3 separate regions of the Sus scrofa genome follow, and regions 1 and 3 are each linked to region 2. A link is a contact called in public promoter capture Hi-C data. All regions are on one chromosome and are shown on one strand. The core of a region is the stretch at or near the end of the contact, and the rest is flanking DNA. Distances in the headings are between cores, read along the strand shown. Region 1 holds the start of TAF12 (transcription initiation factor TFIID subunit 12). Region 2 holds the start of ATPIF1 (ATPase inhibitory factor 1). Region 3 holds the start of PPP1R8 (protein phosphatase 1 regulatory subunit 8).

Region 1 (2,700 bases), core at 154-2,653, 340 kb before region 2:
ATGACGTTGAGGGTTAGATCCCTGGCCTTGCTCAGTGGGTTGGGGATCCGGTGTTGCCGTGAGTTGCGGTGTAGGTGGCAGACACGACTCAGATCCCATGTTGCTGTGGCTGTGGTGTAGGCCAGCAGCTACAGCTCCAATTGGACCCCTAGCCTGGGAACCTCCATATGCCGCAGGAGTGGCCCTGGAAAAGGCAAAAAGTCAAAAAGTCAAAAAGTCAAAAAAAAAAAAAGAATGAAGGGATCAGTGGCAGAGAAATAAGACTAGGACGATAACTCGAAGCCTAATGGTGAAAGGGCCTGGAATCTGTGAACATGGATCTGTGACAGTGTAAGGGAGGATTGTGAATTTGGTGGGATGAAGATGGCAAGATATAAAGACAGGAAGGGGAAGTTCCCTCATGGCTCAGGGGATTAAAGATCTGGTGCTGTCACTGCTGTAGCTATGGTCAGAGCTGGGGCATGGGTCCCACCTCTGGCCTAGGGAACTTCTTCAAGCCACAGGAATGGCCAAAAAAAAAAAAAAAAAAAGAAAGAAAAAGAAAAAGAAGACAAGGGAGAGCAAATTGCTGCATCAGTTCAGGTAGGAGACAGCTTTTCCTTGTGACAGTTACTGCTGTTCACTCTGGGCTGTCACAGCACTTTGTACTCTCCTTTATGTTTGCAGGTTCTCCATCTTAGTGTGTGGACCTGGGCTCCAAAGGGACTGAGGCTGGAATTGTGTTTTGTTTATATGCCTAGCATCTAGCATAGCATAAATAAAGCAACTGTCACCATGCATTTGATGGAAGAGATAACCAAAGGCATCAGTTTAATGGTTGAAGTACAGTTCAGGCTTTGGAGTGAGAATTTGTGAGTTCAATTTGAGACTCTGCTTTTATTAGCTACTTAACTTGCTTAATCTCACAGATTTCCTTTAAATCGTTAAAATGATTTACCGTAGGTTTAGAAAAATTTCTGGCAGATAGTAAGGGCTCAATTATTACTATTATTATTAACTGCCTATTCACAGTCATAACCCAATCGGTCTCCCTTGTCCTCAGATTTTTCCTGCTGGGGTCCAACGGGATATCTATGGAGTGTTGCTGTCCCACGAGTTATTACCTTCCTGATAGCACGACAAAGACACCAACCAAAAATGGCGACCTCTAAGCCATCCGAGGACGTCAATGCTGGTCATGATAGCGATATACACAGCAGGCAGAGTCGGAAAGAAATAGCTAGGGCAGGGTTCGTACCGCCAGAATACAAAGCGCATAGTTTGCTTACACTGCCCATTAACCACAAGCCGAAAAAACCTAACCACCAGAACTGAGCTACAGCGCAGAACGGCGACCACGTGTCGGAGAGCAGTCTGCGCCTGCGCAAAGCAGGCGCGCGCCCGCCAGCCGGAAGAGCCGCGCGTTTCCGGGTTGGAGGCGGGGAGCGGTGCCGGAAGTACTCGGGGAGGGCCGAGCAGTCGGACCGGCTGCTGAGACGAACGCTTCACTGGGGCAGTCTCCGCATATCATGGGGAGATAGACGCTGCTGCCTGTGAGTCTTGGGCCCTGGCAGTTGAGGAATAAGAGCGGGAGGAGGGAGTCAGGACCCAGACCACAGTGGTCAGTGTTCGAAGAGCCAAATTGTGAAGGAGACTGGGCTGTGTGAGGAATCAGGCTCGTGGGACGGGACTGAGGGGCTCGGGGATCGGAGAAGACGCGGCTGTGGGGACCTGGGCTCCAGACGGGACTTAGGGAACCGGGATGGATGTGAGTTCTCCCGCACGCAAGGGAAAGCGAGTTGAGAGAGATAGGATTATGAGGATCCGTGCTTCTAAGAGGAGAGGGTCGGAACTGAACGGGGTGTGAAGACACGGACTCCTGAGAGGTAAAAGCGAAGCTGTTAGGACTTGGGCTCTTAAGCGGCAGAAGCGGAACAGTGAAGACCCAGGCTTCTAACGATTCAGAAACAGGGCAGCGAAGACAGGTTCCTGAGAGGCAGGAGCGGTAAGAGAACATTTGGGTTTGGGAAGAACAGGAGCGGGCAGTGAAGACGCGCTTCTTTGGGGACCGGATCGGGGCTTGCAGACTCCGAAGTACCTGAGGGAACAGGACTATGAGGACCTGAGATCCTAAAAGCGGAGAGTGTAAGGGGCTGTGTCTGTAAGTAGATCAGCCTCCAAGGGAAGGGGAGAGAGTTTGAAAAAGACATAGTGATCCTTCCCCCATCCCCTCATATTCTCTGAACCGGGAATGGTAAAGGATGTATTCAGGGGAAGACGACTCCTTCACGCTGCCTATTTGGCTTTTGGCAGGCTTATCGTGTCAGAACGATCTAGGAAGCCAAGCATCTTCGTTTTCTGCTCCTTCAGGAGTAGCACTGGTGTGAAGTTAAAGCAGTTTGAACTCAGTTGTGTACTTTATAAGTGCTTTAAATCCCATTCCACTCAACTCCGATATTTAGCATAGATCTCTGCATTTCAAAGAAGAGAATGACAGAGATGGAGAGACCCCGGAAATATCAGGCGTCCCCCCACACCCCCGGGCTTGCAGCGGCTTTATGTAGGAGGATATCTGTTTCTCTGTTCCCAGACCAGGGTTTGGAACAGCAGCGGTGAAAGCACCAAGTACTAACCACTAGACCACCAGGGAACTCCCAAGATCATCTTTTATAAACTCATATTTTACCTCTAAGGAGGCTAAAGTCCAAACAGGGCTTAGGG
Region 2 (2,726 bases), core at 216-2,715:
CTAAGGAGCAATTCCCTTCAGAGTCCTTTTTAGAGTAGAAAACTCCAGAAAGGTGTGACATAAGTCTCTAATAGGGGGACTTATTAGAGAATAACACATAGAATCCCTTTTGGGGTGAAAAAAGAGCAAACGGTGGGGGGAATGTACAATGGGGTACCGTTAAAGGACAAATATATGTGTCCTATCCCAGTTTTCTTTGCCTGGGAAATGCAAGGCCCACTGTAAAGGTCAAAATGAAGGGGGAAAAAAAAAAAAAAAAAAAAGAAGGGGACTCTTGCAATGCCTGGCAGTCCAATGTAGGTCTCAAGAAGGGATGATTCAAACGTTGGTTCGGCCATATATGGGCCTCAGTTTTCCTTAACTATAAAATGTAGGAGGCCAATTAGAGGTCTCTAAGGGCTGCACCTTGTCTCTCTGGTATGGTAGCTGTTATGGTGATAATTCTTAAGAGTGAGCAGGAGAGGGTAGAAGTGAGAAGATAGGCCAAGAATCGAGATTAATTCCACACTGCTCCTCACTGTGGTTAGCAGTCCCTGTGAGATAACTCAAGGTTGGTAAACAGAGTATATAGGCCCAGCCCACAAGAAGCGGGGAGGGTTCCAACCAGGAGCAGCTGCCACATGCTCCTGCAACCCACTAGCTCAGGCAAGTTGGAGAGGTGTGAGGATCTAGAAATGGCTGAGAGGGTCTGAGGTCAGGGAATCCATCCATGCGGGCTAGCAAAGCGAAGGCCTGGGTGATGGGTGGGGGAGGCCGGAGGGATAGGCTCAGAGGGTCTGCACGTAATTGGAACCTTCGGATCTAGACTCTCTGGGAGGAATCTGGGGGGCGTTTCGCATGACGCGGAGAGAACTCCACGGGCGGAGATGGTAAATGATTCAGGAAGAATTGAGCCGTGTTGGCGAATTCTGAAGACTCGCAGGTGGAAATGTCTTGGGTTTGGGGGCCTTGGGATTCGGCAGGGCAGTGGGAACGCCCTATAGGTGGCAACAGTAGGGCCATCAAACGATGAGTGTAGTGGGTCGGGGCTGGGAAGTTCTGTTGGGAGATGGGACGCCACAGAACACCAGGGAGGGCAGCAGGGTGGGGCCGTTGGCAGTTTAAGAAGGACTGGAAGGCCGTGAGACTTCCAGGGCTGGTCTCTGGGCCCCTTGGCTCTCACCGGAAGTATCGTTCCTCATCAGCCTGCTCTTTCTTTCCGAAGGCTCCACCGGCGTCCCGGACTGCACCCGCACCGGAGCGGACACCCTCTGGCTGCGGAGAGAGACCGGAGCATTGGTAAAGGCGAGGAGGGAGAGATGGGAGTCCCCGCTCAGGGATGGGGTAGCGGGCACTGCCGCCGGCGTACCGTATCAGAGCTGAAGCCTCGGCTTTGCATGGCCCAGACACTCCACGCGCCGATCCGCGAGCGCACCGCCAACGCCGTGGCTGCCATTGCTGTCAGTGCAGTACCTCTCCAGTGACCCGAGGTGCAGCTCCTCTGTACGCTAACGGCGCTGCTGGCCGGGAAGCCAATTGTTTCTCTGGAGAGGCGGGATGAACCCAGGAATAGCGAATCATGAGAGGGGGAGGCGGGGTTCCTGTGGCTTACAGCGAATCCTGACCGAGAGGCGGGCCTATTCTTAGCCAACCACTCGCAAGGGCTCCAGGGTCAAAGGACTGGAGGAAAGCAATGGAGGAGATTGGGAAAAACAGGAGCAGAGGGTCAGAAGGCGAGATTTCGGCTCCTGAAGCTATTAGATTTAGGCATGTGTCCATCCCTCCCTTACGATTCCAATCCTAAAGTTGTTATTTTTAAACACCCAAAGGAAGTCTTCCCTTTCCTGGACTACTAGCATCAATAAGATGGGTACTACGCTAGTGAGAGTGGGCAGCTTTGTCCAGGATTCCTTGACTTAGTCATCAAGACTTGTGAGCAAATTTTCTTAAAAAAGTATGTGTATATGGTTAGTGTTCTTTAGTTGCGATGGCATTTCACTCTCAAGTCTCAGTTTAAATGTCAGTTCAGAGAAAACTTCCCTGACCTCCTATCTTAGCCTCCTATTTTGTTCTTTCTCTCTTGCACCTTTGATCTTATGAAGTTAATAGGGCCTTGGTCAGTCAAGTAGGCTTTGAATTAATATTTGCAGGATGCATTGATATGTTATCAAATGGGCTGTATAACAGGACTTTTGGCAATGTGATGCAATGAAGAGGAAAAGCAGAGTCTAGGTAAGGCTTTGCCTTGACCTTCCTTGGCCATCTAACAAATGTGATCAAGATAATAGTAGTTTATGGCCTTTGCCTGGGTTATTTTCCTTTTCTGGGCCCAATTTTTTCTCCTTTAGATGAGAGGGTTGGGCTAGATCTTATTCATGACTTTAAAAATATCTTCCTTGGCTTTCTATGAAAGTGTGGAACTGTTTTTATTGATCATCTTTTGGTTTGAAAAATACCAGCCCTGGGTTATATGACTTAAGTAGAAGGAAATGGCTGCAAGGTACATTTCCAAATGTTCATTACAGAAAACTTGGAAAAACACAAAAGCAGGAAACAAATAATAATCACTCATAAGCCTGCTACCTGGTGATAAAAATTTGGAGTGTTTCTATATATTTAAGGGCCATTCCCATTTCAGACACTCTGATTTTAGTCCTCAGATACTACTATTTTTTGATTGTTTCCTAGGTGGTATCCAGTGGAGGGTCCTGCTGAGTTTGTGCAAAAGATTGATCCAAGCACTATGA
Region 3 (2,700 bases), core at 146-2,645, 340 kb after region 2:
CACCATTCAAGGGAGATACATATGTGTTAAAGCACCTAACATGGTGCCTGGTGTATATACCACAGGCTGAGGAAATGGTACGTCATCTCATACAGTCTAACTATAAGTTTACTGTTCTAGTCCAATTTCTAAAATCAATGCAGCAAGGAACCAAAATGGACCGAGAATTTGCAGACTGACGCCAACTGGATGGTACAAAAGTGCAAAGGGACCCAGACATTGCCACCTATGCACTTGCTTCCTGTGTTTGCTCCTTTGAAGTCTGAACAATCTTGCCAGAGGCCCTATTTGCACACACAAAAATGCACCCATCCATCCAAATGAAGATGCAACACAGGCATCTCACAATCCTGACCCAAACTCCTCTATGGAGGTTGCTGGAAGGACAGTGCATCGGACAAATGCCCATTTTGTCTGAAATACGGGGAGAGCCAAGTTACATCCAAAACATGCTTTCTGAAATCCTACTACATGCCTGGCTCAGGCCTAAGAGCTGGGAACATAACGATGTATCAGACGGCCCTTGCCCTTGAAAAATCTCAATACAACAGGAGCCAGGGAGTAACAAACAAACAATACACTGTGATGAGCTAGTGCAAAAATAGCTCTAACTCGGATGAGTCTTCCTGAAAGGCAATTTAAATGTATTCATCTTGTATCCTCCTCAAAAACTAAATTAAAATTTTTCCTTAGTCCCAAGAACCTATGGAGGGAGGAAAAGGGTTCATCCTAACAATCACTGATGCCCTCTGGTGCCCGGCTTCGCGCTGGTCGCTCAGAGAAGTAGGTCTGAGCCGTTCCTGCCCTCAGGGAGCTCCCAGTCTGCGAGAGACCGGCAAGTACCGCACCCAGGCTGCAGCAACAACCGCGGGACGCGGGACTCTAAGGGGGTGGGGGTGGGGGCGGGAAGCTAGCTCGTGCGCGCTCGGGACAGAGGGCTGGGGGGCAGGAATGGTGCTCCACCAGAGCCCCAGGCACACGGTGAGGAGTTGGGTAAGTTTGGGGCCAAGGCCCCAAAGCGCACGGGCAACCGGGGGATCGTCGAGGGGTTGCCTAAGCGAGCGCCTCAGAGTCTCCAACTCTAGGTTTCCTCAGTTCCTGGGCCCGGGCTCCGGATTCCTGGTTCCTCCACACGCCGCCCGGCCCGACGGGCAGTTCTCCCTCAGTCAATCCCAGAGCGTCTGGGCCGTTCGGCTCGCTGCGAGAAATGAGCCGGCCGGCCAGCCCAGGCCAGCGCAGACCAGGCCACTCCAACGCTGGTCGCCCCGCCACTCACCAGGTCGGGCAGTCGAACAGCGGGAGGCTGGAGCCGGAGTTCGCGGCTGCCGCCATCTTGCGTCTCCCCCTCCCATTTGGCGGGCCCGAAGCACGCCGGGAAACTGGAAGACCCAGAGTGGCGAGGCAGCTTCCCAGCAGCCTGTGCGTATGCGCGTGCGCGCGCACACTCACTCACGGGCGCACAGACGTAGTGGGCGCATCTGGCAGCGATGGAGACTGGTATCGGGTTTTGAGTGCCTTTACAGTATTTTAGAGCGTTGGCCTTCTCCGAAGGGCAGGGCTTTTCTTGGCCAGGAGTTGTCTGAGGAAAAGGGGCTTGTGTGGGAGGGTTCGGTTTCCCTCTGTGTCCTGTGGACGCATTCCCAGGCGCTAAAATGTTGCCACCCCATCCTTGTTCCGGGCTTGCACCGTCAGCCTTTCGACCCCAGCCTGAAGAGAGGCTGGAGGGTAGATCTCAGAGATTGCAGTGATCTCTCATTTTGTTTCTGCTTTTCCCGCCCTTCTGCATACAGCTACCCGCATCTGGACTCACTTCCCCATCCTAATCCAAATCTGGCCTTGAAGGCTTCTGTAGAGATCTGAGAAGATACCTTTGGGCGTCATCCAAACTCTGGACATACTGGAGCCAGGGATGGATCCAACCAGATGGCAGGCTTCCACATCTTCACTGTGCATGAATGAAGTGGTTAATCAAGTTGAGGCCCCTTTGAATTTTAAAATTTTGACCATAGTTACTAGATTGTGTAAGGAGGCATTAGGATTCAGGCGTGCCTTAGGCCTACAGCTGGCTGAAAGACCATCAGCAGGGCCTCTGGTTGTAATGGCTTTGTCTATTGAGTGCTTAATTATCTGGGCAAGTATTGTATGGATCGTCTCATTTAATTCTCACAACTCTCTTGAAATACTGTGATCTCCGAGGGGAGGCTCAGAGAGATTGAGTTGCCCAGCTTCACCCTAGAACAAGTAGTAAGTGGGATTCAAACCTAAATCAGTAATGCCAAAAGCCACGGTCTTTAGTCACCACTGTCTCTCACACTTTGATATTAGTACGATCATATTTATCATATTTCGCATGCAAATGAAACCCAAAACTTTTTTTTTTTTTTTTAACGGCTGTACTTGCAGCATATAAAAATTTCCCAGGCTAGGAGTCAAATTGGAGCTGCAGGTACAGGCCTACACCACAGCCACACATTGTCAGATCTGAGCCACATCTGCAACCTACAACACATCTTGCCGCAATGCCAGATCCTTAACCCACTGAGCGAGGCCAGGGAGCCAACCCTAATCCTCACAGATACTATGTTGGGTTCTTAACACACTGAGCCATAGTAGGAATTCCCCAACAGCTTTTCAGTTTTGTAGAAAATATGGGAGGATTATCTGACCTGTTTTTTTTTTTTTTTTCTCTTTTAAAAGAAG

Evidence for each region. Promoter capture Hi-C pulls out the DNA fragments that hold promoters and counts their contacts.
Region 1: a contact with region 2 is called in a promoter capture Hi-C map of fetal liver, with 2.1 times the contacts expected there. The contact joins the promoter of TAF12 here to the promoter of ATPIF1 in region 2. A contact is called at or near these places in 1 of 5 promoter capture datasets (fetal liver) and 1 of 2 datasets of contacts at active chromatin or transcription factors (alveolar macrophages).
Region 3: a contact with region 2 is called in a promoter capture Hi-C map of liver, with 2.6 times the contacts expected there. The contact joins the promoter of PPP1R8 here to the promoter of ATPIF1 in region 2. A contact is called at or near these places in 1 of 5 promoter capture datasets (liver), 1 of 47 Hi-C or Micro-C datasets (epiblast stem cells) and 1 of 2 datasets of contacts at active chromatin or transcription factors (alveolar macrophages).

What each region holds. Positions count from the first base shown.
Region 1 is chr6:85,641,790-85,644,489 of Sscrofa11.1, reverse strand. TAF12 (transcription initiation factor TFIID subunit 12) reads left to right here and starts at 1,403. Exons shown (of 6, transcript XM_021095678.1): 1 at 1,403-1,532. LOC110261125 (a long non-coding RNA gene) reads right to left here and starts at 1,358. Exons shown (of 2, transcript XR_002344955.1): 1 at 1,104-1,358.
Region 2 is chr6:85,305,981-85,308,706 of Sscrofa11.1, reverse strand. It overlaps ATPIF1 (ATPase inhibitory factor 1), which reads right to left and starts at 1,465. Exons shown (of 3, transcript NM_001097486.1): 1 at 1,349-1,465; 2 at 1,163-1,254. The coding sequence starts at 1,435. It overlaps DNAJC8 (dnaJ homolog subfamily C member 8), which reads left to right and starts at 1,685. Exons shown (of 10, transcript XM_003356239.4): 1 at 1,685-2,211.
Region 3 is chr6:84,965,441-84,968,140 of Sscrofa11.1, reverse strand. It overlaps PPP1R8 (protein phosphatase 1 regulatory subunit 8), which reads right to left and starts at 1,395. Exons shown (of 7, transcript NM_001243414.1): 1 at 1,277-1,395. The coding sequence starts at 1,332.